Regions from separate parts of the Sus scrofa genome. Here region 1 is linked to region 2. The links are chromatin contacts, called in public Hi-C maps. All regions are on one chromosome and are shown on one strand. Each heading gives the region's core, a stretch centred on a gene start, on an enhancer-like site or on the middle of the called end of the contact. The rest is flanking DNA. Distances are from core to core; before and after follow the strand shown. Region 1 overlaps LOC106509952 (a long non-coding RNA gene). Region 2 overlaps LOC106509952 (a long non-coding RNA gene).

The links. Hi-C and Micro-C count contacts between places; a contact is called where the count stands out from the background.
Region 1: a contact with region 2 is called in a Hi-C map of liver, with 2.4 times the contacts expected there. The contact joins two enhancer-like sites. A contact is called at or near these places in 3 of 47 Hi-C or Micro-C datasets (liver and skeletal muscle).

Annotation. Positions count from the first base shown.
Region 1 is chr4:12,357,742-12,361,368 of Sscrofa11.1, reverse strand. All of the region lies in intron 1 of LOC106509952 (a long non-coding RNA gene), which reads left to right. Among named protein-coding and RNA genes, the nearest start is that of MYC, 100 kb to the left of the region's middle. Within about 2 kb of position 1,333, at least 9 of the 83 cell types and tissues checked have an H3K27ac peak or open chromatin away from gene starts, as enhancers often do. A contact at or near this core is called in liver, where this site is marked.
Region 2 is chr4:12,215,910-12,219,504 of Sscrofa11.1, reverse strand. The region is part of intron 4 of LOC106509952 (a long non-coding RNA gene); the gene reads left to right. Among named protein-coding and RNA genes, the nearest start is that of MYC, 240 kb to the left of the region's middle. Within about 2 kb of position 1,329, at least 3 of the 83 cell types and tissues checked have an H3K27ac peak or open chromatin away from gene starts, as enhancers often do. A contact at or near this core is called in liver, where this site is marked.

The DNA of each region.
Region 1 (3,627 bases), core at 84-2,583, 140 kb before region 2:
TGCCGCAGATGCAGCTCTAAAGACAAAAAAAAAAAAAAAAAAAAAAAAAAAAAAAGCTTTAGAAACTTATTTTGAGCAGCTTTCTCATATGTCATCATGCACCTGTGCAAGGAAGGTCACTCATTTTTTCCTCCGGGAAAAGTGAGGCTTAGCAGAGGCCTTTCTGCAGCGGTTGATGTGAAGCAGAGGTGAAGAAAGTTGGTGCAGGTGGCCCACCTGGGACAGCTCAGACCTTGTCACACGTTGTTTTCCCTGCAGAGCCCTCCAGGAAGGTTACAGAGTCCTGACAAGGTCTGTCTTAACTTCCCAGGTAGCTCACCAGCCTCCGCTCCCCAGCCAGTGCTCGGGGTCGCTGGAGCCGCCTCCTGAACTGTGAGCCTCTTTATTCCGGAGACAAAACAGAGCGGTCCTGGAGCTCTGCCATCAGCAGAGCCTCGGGAACAAAGCCACGGCTCTCCTTGCCTTACTTTGAGTCCTTCTGTAATCGACCACTGGGCATGTGTATGGCCTGTTTGTGGTTTGTCAACTGATCATTTCCTTTGGTGCATTTAGCAGTTTTCTTCTCAGGAGTTGGTAAAATCTGTCTGGATTGATTTGTGGATTTTGCAGGTGGTGGGACCTGTGAGTCCCGCTGGACCCCTTTGTTAGGCGTGCCCACCCGGAAGTGACACCTCCATTTCTATGGGTACATTGGGTTGAAAATCTGCATCTGACTGGGGCAGCAAAATCATGCTTTGCAAGTGAATGCAGCGGGGTCTGTCTCCCTAATCTGGGCTGTTGCCAGTTTTAAATATTCCTACTCTAGTGGTATTTGGCAGCGAGCGTCTCCCTTCTTGCTTCCTTCCTTTCCTCATAAGCAAAATAAAAAATCCTGCTAACTTTCCGGTGTCATTGTAAAGGTCTGCTCCTCAGAGACCTCCACTGGGACCCCCTGATTAACTGCTGGTCTGGCGTGGGCGGGTTATTCAGTGGTGGTTTGTAACGTGGTGGATGTTTGCAGGATCATTTGTTTCATGTCTGCTTCCGCTGTAGACGCGAGTCTCTTACTGTGTCCTGTGTGTTCCTTCTGTCTCTCTTGCCGGGCTTGGGAGTGGATGCCCCGAGCAGTAACATCACGTGCGTGGACCCTGAGCCTGGCCAGGTGTGTGGGACCATCTTTGAGTTGAATCCCCCAGGACCCTTTGCATTTGTGGCCAGGACTTGGCTGGGTTGTCTGGGTGAGCAGAGCAAAGGTTGACTGGCATGGCAGGGCCTTGTCTCTCTGCCCCACTGGCCTCAGTCACTCCGGGTTATTTTGGCTCCGTGAGGACAGAGCAGGATCTAGGGGAAAGGTTGGGACCAGCTTCAGGCTGAGTGCCCAGGGACAGCCAGCGGCACCCTCTGCTCGGCTGCACCCAGACCCTGCACCCAGCATGGTCTCGTGGCTTCTTGTGGCCTGCCACTGAAGGAGACTGAAGCTTCCTTTGTCACAAGCTGAGGCATGAAACCAATCAAGAACTCCGGTTCTACCAATCCAGGGCCCGGCCTGCTGGCAGGAGGTGCTGCAGGTGGCGGGAGAGAGGAGATCTCCTTGGTGCTGGCCGGCTGGGAATGCTTGCTTCCTGGGTGGGCAAGGATGGGGGAGGCCTCGCGGTGGAGGGGAGAGAGCCTGCCAGCCTGAATGGGGCGCTGCCAACTCCCTGCTGTGTGAGTGGGCTGGAACCCATCTCTGGAGACCTGGCCTCCTCTTGAGAAAGGGAACTCATTGGGCCTCCTCTCAGGGCTGTGGGCAGATGTAGCCGCTGGATGCCAGTTCCTGGCACTCAGCAAGTGCCCAGGGGATCTTGCCTTTACTTGTGTTCTACCCGCCAACCTCTGCATGTGGAATTGGGCAGAAAATTTTTGACCTTGGGAAATCCTCAGCCCAGTCAGTGAGAATTCACGTTGGAGGTCCTCGGGCCACCAGGGCACCAGACGAAGGTGGCCAGGATGCCCCCGTGCCGGAAGGGGCCCGGCCTGGAGGCTCGACTCCCCGCATCCTGGACCGGTCTGAGTCCTCGGGGGCCGTGTGGGGCGGTAGAGAGCAGGCTGGCTGGAATCCAGGCCTGCTCCTTCAGCCCAGTGTGCCTTTGCCACTGTTCCCTCATCCCTGCAGTGGGCATGAGGTGGGGGGTGGAGGGGTCACTGCGCCACAAGTTGGAAGAAGACCCTTGGGATGGGGAGGTGGTTGGAACCAGCCAAGAGCGGTGGGGGTCAGGGTCGGGGAGGTGACAGGTGACCATCTGGGGGCTCTGAGGGCACAGAGCAGCCTGGGGCCTGGCATAGACGTGAGTGTAGATGGCAGGATAATCCAATAATTGCCCTCTGCCTCCCGAAGAGGTTCACATCCTGGTCCCTGGAACCCGTGAGTATTACATGTTATGTGGCCAAAGGGATATAAGATTGCAGGTGGAATGAAGGCTGACCTTGATACAGGGAGATTATCCTGGATTTTCCTGTGGGTCCAGCATCCTTGCAAGGGCCCTTAAAAGTGGAGGGAAGAGGCCGAAGAGGAGGTGATGTAATGTCAGAAGTAACATTGCCGCTTTGAAGATGGGGGAAGAGGAGAGTTCCTGTTGTGGCTCAGCGGGTAAGGAACCCGACTAGGAACCATGAGGATGCGGGTTCAATCCCTGGCCTCACTCAGTGGGTTAAGGATCTGGGGCGTTGCCGTGAGCTGTGGTGTAGGTCACAGATGGGGCTCAGATCCTGCATTGCTGTGGCTGTGGTGTAGACTGGCAGCTGCAGCTCTAATTCGACCCCTAGCCAGGTAATTTCCATATGCCATGGGTGCAGCTCTAAAAAGAAGAAAGGCAAGGAATACAAGAAACCTGTAGAAGCTGGGAAGGAGGCAAGGAATCAAGAACCTCCCTTGAGCCTCCAGGAATGGATGTGGCCCTGTTGCAGAGTGTCAGAGGGGAATGTCCTTTTGGGTGCAGCGCTGGCGGACAGCCCTGCACTTGGGTGTGATCAACAGTGACTGGGTCTACCAGGGCCTGCCTGGTGGCCTGGAAGGGATGGCTTGGGTAACCAGGTGTTCCGAGGTGCGTGTGGTAAAGATCTTATGTGAATACCAAATGCCCATCACCTCTCCCTCTGACAGCCACGCCTTTGGTTCTGGAGGTCTGGGCAGGATGGCGTCACGGTGTGTTCAGCGCTGGGAGGGACCCCTCCCACTCCTGCCTTGCTGCTTTAAGTTTTCATTGCGGTTCTGTTGGAGTTCTGGGTTTCTTTAAGCATCTCAGGAGCACTTGGCAGGTGCACTGTAACCGCAGGTGATGAGCCCATCCGGCCAGCATGCTGGCTGTACCTGGGCTCGGGGCCGGAACCTTCTCAATCGGTCCTGGACACGTGTCCCAGATGCTGCTGACAGCCTCCCCCCCCAAGCTGCTTGTGCAGGGCAAGTGGCCAGTCTCCCCCCTCTTCTTTCCTGCCCTGACCCACCGGCGTGGGATGTCAGGCAGCAGTGGGGGCTGGGTGGAGGGGACACTGACCCTGGCTGTCCCACTCTTGGAATGCAGGCAACTGCATTGCCCCCAAGGGGCCGCTTTAGAAGAAGGGGTCTTGTGTGTGTGAGGGGTTTTGCACTAATTGTGTGTGCGTGCGCAC
Region 2 (3,595 bases), core at 80-2,579:
CATATGCCGCAGGAGCGGCCCAAGAAATGGCAAAAAGACCAAAAAAAAAAAAAAAAAAAACAAAAACAACATTTACAGCAGTAGACTCTGAGGGGAGCAGATTTTCCCTTCCATGAGGTGGGTGGGCCTCATCCAATCAGTTGAAGGCCTCAAGGGAGAAGTACCGAAGGCCCCAAGGAAGTGGGGATTCTGCCTCCAGATGGCCTTCAAACTTGAGGTACAGCATCACCTCTTCCCCTGACCCACCCTGCGGACTTTGGACTTGTCAGCCTCCACAACTGTAGGAGCCCATTCTTTAAGGTACCTGTCTATCATTCATCTAGCTAGCTAGCTACATAACCATCTGTCTCTTCTGTCATCTATCCATCTATCTCTCTATTATCTATCTGCCTGTCATCTATATATCTATCTATTATCTATCATCTATCCAGCTATCCCTCTATTATCTATCTCTCATCTATCTCTCTGTTATCTGTCTATCACCTATCTCTCTATTATCTATCATCTATCATCTATCATCTGTCATCTATGTATCCATTATCTATCATCTATCCATCTACCTCTCTATTATCTGTCTATCACCTATATCTGTCTGTCATCTGAGCATCTAAAGAGCAAGTGTGGACAGTGAGGAGTGGTCCACGGGGCTTTCCGGCCCAAGTCCAGGGAATCAGAAACCCTATGTGTGTTTCATATTTACAGAGCACTTCCTATGTGCCAGGCATCTCTGTCACTGGAAGCTGCCTCGTCTGAAAACCAGAGCCATCCCTCTCTTTATTTGTTCTGGCAGGTTGGGAAATGTTCCCATTAGGGCCACCTATTTATTTGACTGACGTTTTGTAATTCCCGTGTCTCAGCTCGTCCAGAGTTCCGGGCTGCAGAAAGGGCACAGCCGCTCCTTCTCCAGTGGCAGAAACAGATTATTCCAGCATCTTCCTTCCAGGCCATCTTCAGTTCCCCTCACCTCCAGCCTCTTGAAGCTATCTAGAATCTCTTGATACCCAGTAATCCCGTTTATTAAAGCCTGGGGTGCTTCCTTTCTGGCGAGTGTTGGCAGCCCTAAGACATATAGGGTCATTTGAACTTGATCACTTGAAAAACCTGTGGGGCGAACAATGCAAAGTGCAGGACGTGGCGATGAATTTCCCTCACCCTCTTTGTTCCCTGTTTTGCGTGTGTGGCAGAAGGTTTAACCCATATTTTCCAAGAACTGTGTAGGTGGGTTGCTGGGGACAATTGATTTTTAGGGAAGTATTATTCCTCTGGATGTGGAAACCATGAAGCAACGAATAACATTGAGCAAGAGGTGTCCTGATGACCAGGCCTGAGCTAATTATGGTGCTGTGTGTTTGCGCCCCTGGGTCATCAGAGGCGTCCCTTCGGCCTGAGTTGGCTTTTGCTCTGGACTCAGGGTAACCCCAGGATCCTTGTTCTAGCCAGCTGTCAAGTGGATCATCTACTTTTGAAGGCTGTGATGGGTTCTGAATGTGAAGAAGTATATCGTGACAGGTGCAAGGGACACAGACCTGTGGCTGAGGAATACTGAGTTCTGGTTCCCATCCTGCCCCTGCCTTGCAGTGTGACCTCAGGCAAGTTTCCTGACCTCTCTGAACAGTGCTGTCTTCACTGGGTTGAGTTTGGGCTTGGTCATCTCTGAGACTCCAGCCAGTTGGGGTTACATAGCCCGAATAAAGGGCCACCCTGCCTTCAGCAATTCACTGGCTGTTGTGCGGGACCAGTGCTGCCAAAGAAATTTTTGGACATTGCAGTGAAATTTCTAGAAATGTAGATGTAGGCAGTGAGTTCAGAGATATTTTAAACATCCTGCAGGTGACACCTGTAGCCAGGAAGAGACCATAGGTCTTCTCAGCTTTGCAGCTCCACACGGATGCACTGCTCTTCATGCTTATCACCGGCTGGGGGCCAGGAGCTGAGGGATGTCCCTTGGATTCTTTTTGTCTTAAAATCACTACAAGTATTTTCAAGGAACCGGGGGTGCAAAGCCACGCTGGAAGCTGGGTCACAAGATCGTGGTTGCCTGGAGACCTTGATGGAAGGCCTTCCTTTCCTCGTGGGTGGAAATATCCTCTGAGACAGCAGATGCAGTCAGCTGATCTCCTTGGGATTTAGCCCCAGATCCTACCACCAGCCTTGTCCCTGGCTCCATGGGTGCTGCGGCATTCAGAGCTGGAGGAAATCAAATCAGTGTATGCATTTTTCACTCAACAATACATCTTATAGGTTTTCTGTATGAGTGTACGCCACCTCGCTTTTTTTGTTTTTTTGTTTTGGCTGCACCACAGCTGTAACCAGAGCCACAGCAGTGGCAGTACCAGACCCTTAACCCACTGAGCCATGAGGGAGTTCCAACCTCACCCTTTTTAACTGCTGTGTAGTATTCCCTAGTTTCCCCAGCAAGTCTGTATTAATAGACATTTTGCTTTTATCCATTTCCCCCTTTTATTTCTGCCTCCCCTGATGTCATGACAGAGATTTTTTTTTTTTTTTTGCTCACCTCCACAGTACAGCCCCTTCCTTCCTTCATTCCCTCTCTCTCTTTTCCTTTACTCCTTCCCTTGCATCCGTCCATCCTGGAGCCACTCATCAAACACGCTGTCCCTACAGATGCTCAGCATAAGGGGCAGAATCCTGAGGCCCTGCCGCTAGGAGTTCCCGCCCACTGGGGAAGCAGAGACTAAGCAGATTATGGAGATTCCCGGAAACAGCTTCTTCAACAGCCTTTTCTTTCCTTTTCTTGCTTTCTTTTTTTCTTTTTTTTTTTTTACAGCCACACCCACAGCATATAGAAGTTCCCTGGCTAGGGGTTGAATAGGATCTGCAGCTGCAGGCCTGCACCACAGCCACAGCAACGTCAGGTCCATGCTGCAACTTCAACTACATGGCAGCTGGATCCTTAACCCACTGAGTGAGGCCGGGGATCAAACCCGCATCCTCATGGAGACTCTGTTGGGTTCTCACCCTGCTGAGCCATAATGGGAACTCCTGAGCAGAGTTTTCAGTGCGCTCTTTCTGGCCTCGTGGAGTGTGAGTCTCTGAGGCAGGCGCCAGTCTTTTCAAAGGAGGGGTCAGCCTTTGGAGCGTTACCACGTCTCCTTCCTGGGCCCTTGCAGGACCGTCACTGGCTGCCCACCCCCTCTTACCCATTGCCGGAGTCTGCGGCTTGGCTGGTTCTGCAGTGATGGTCCTGAGAAGGGGCCAGGTCCTGTCATGGGCACGAGCAGGGCCCGGAACAAGCCTTGTCCCTGGCTCCATGGGTTGCAGATCAGAAATCAGCCTGAAATGGATGCAAATCTTCAGGTCTTCTTCCTTCAAGGAAGGCGATAAAGATACATAAAGAGGGAGTGGGGGTGGTACGTCCATCAGAGACAGAGATGGAGAGGGCAAAGAGCCGACAGGCACAGCTCCCTTATTTTCCAAGTGGGTTGAAAAGGTGTGTTTGGGGCTGGGAGCTGTGCCTGTGCTTCCCTGTCCCTTTGTCCTCTGCACTTTTGCTTCTTGCCTTGTGGGCATCTTGTCAGTGATGGCAGTACTGAGTAGTACCAAGCATCACTGAGAATCCCTGGGGAGTACTGAG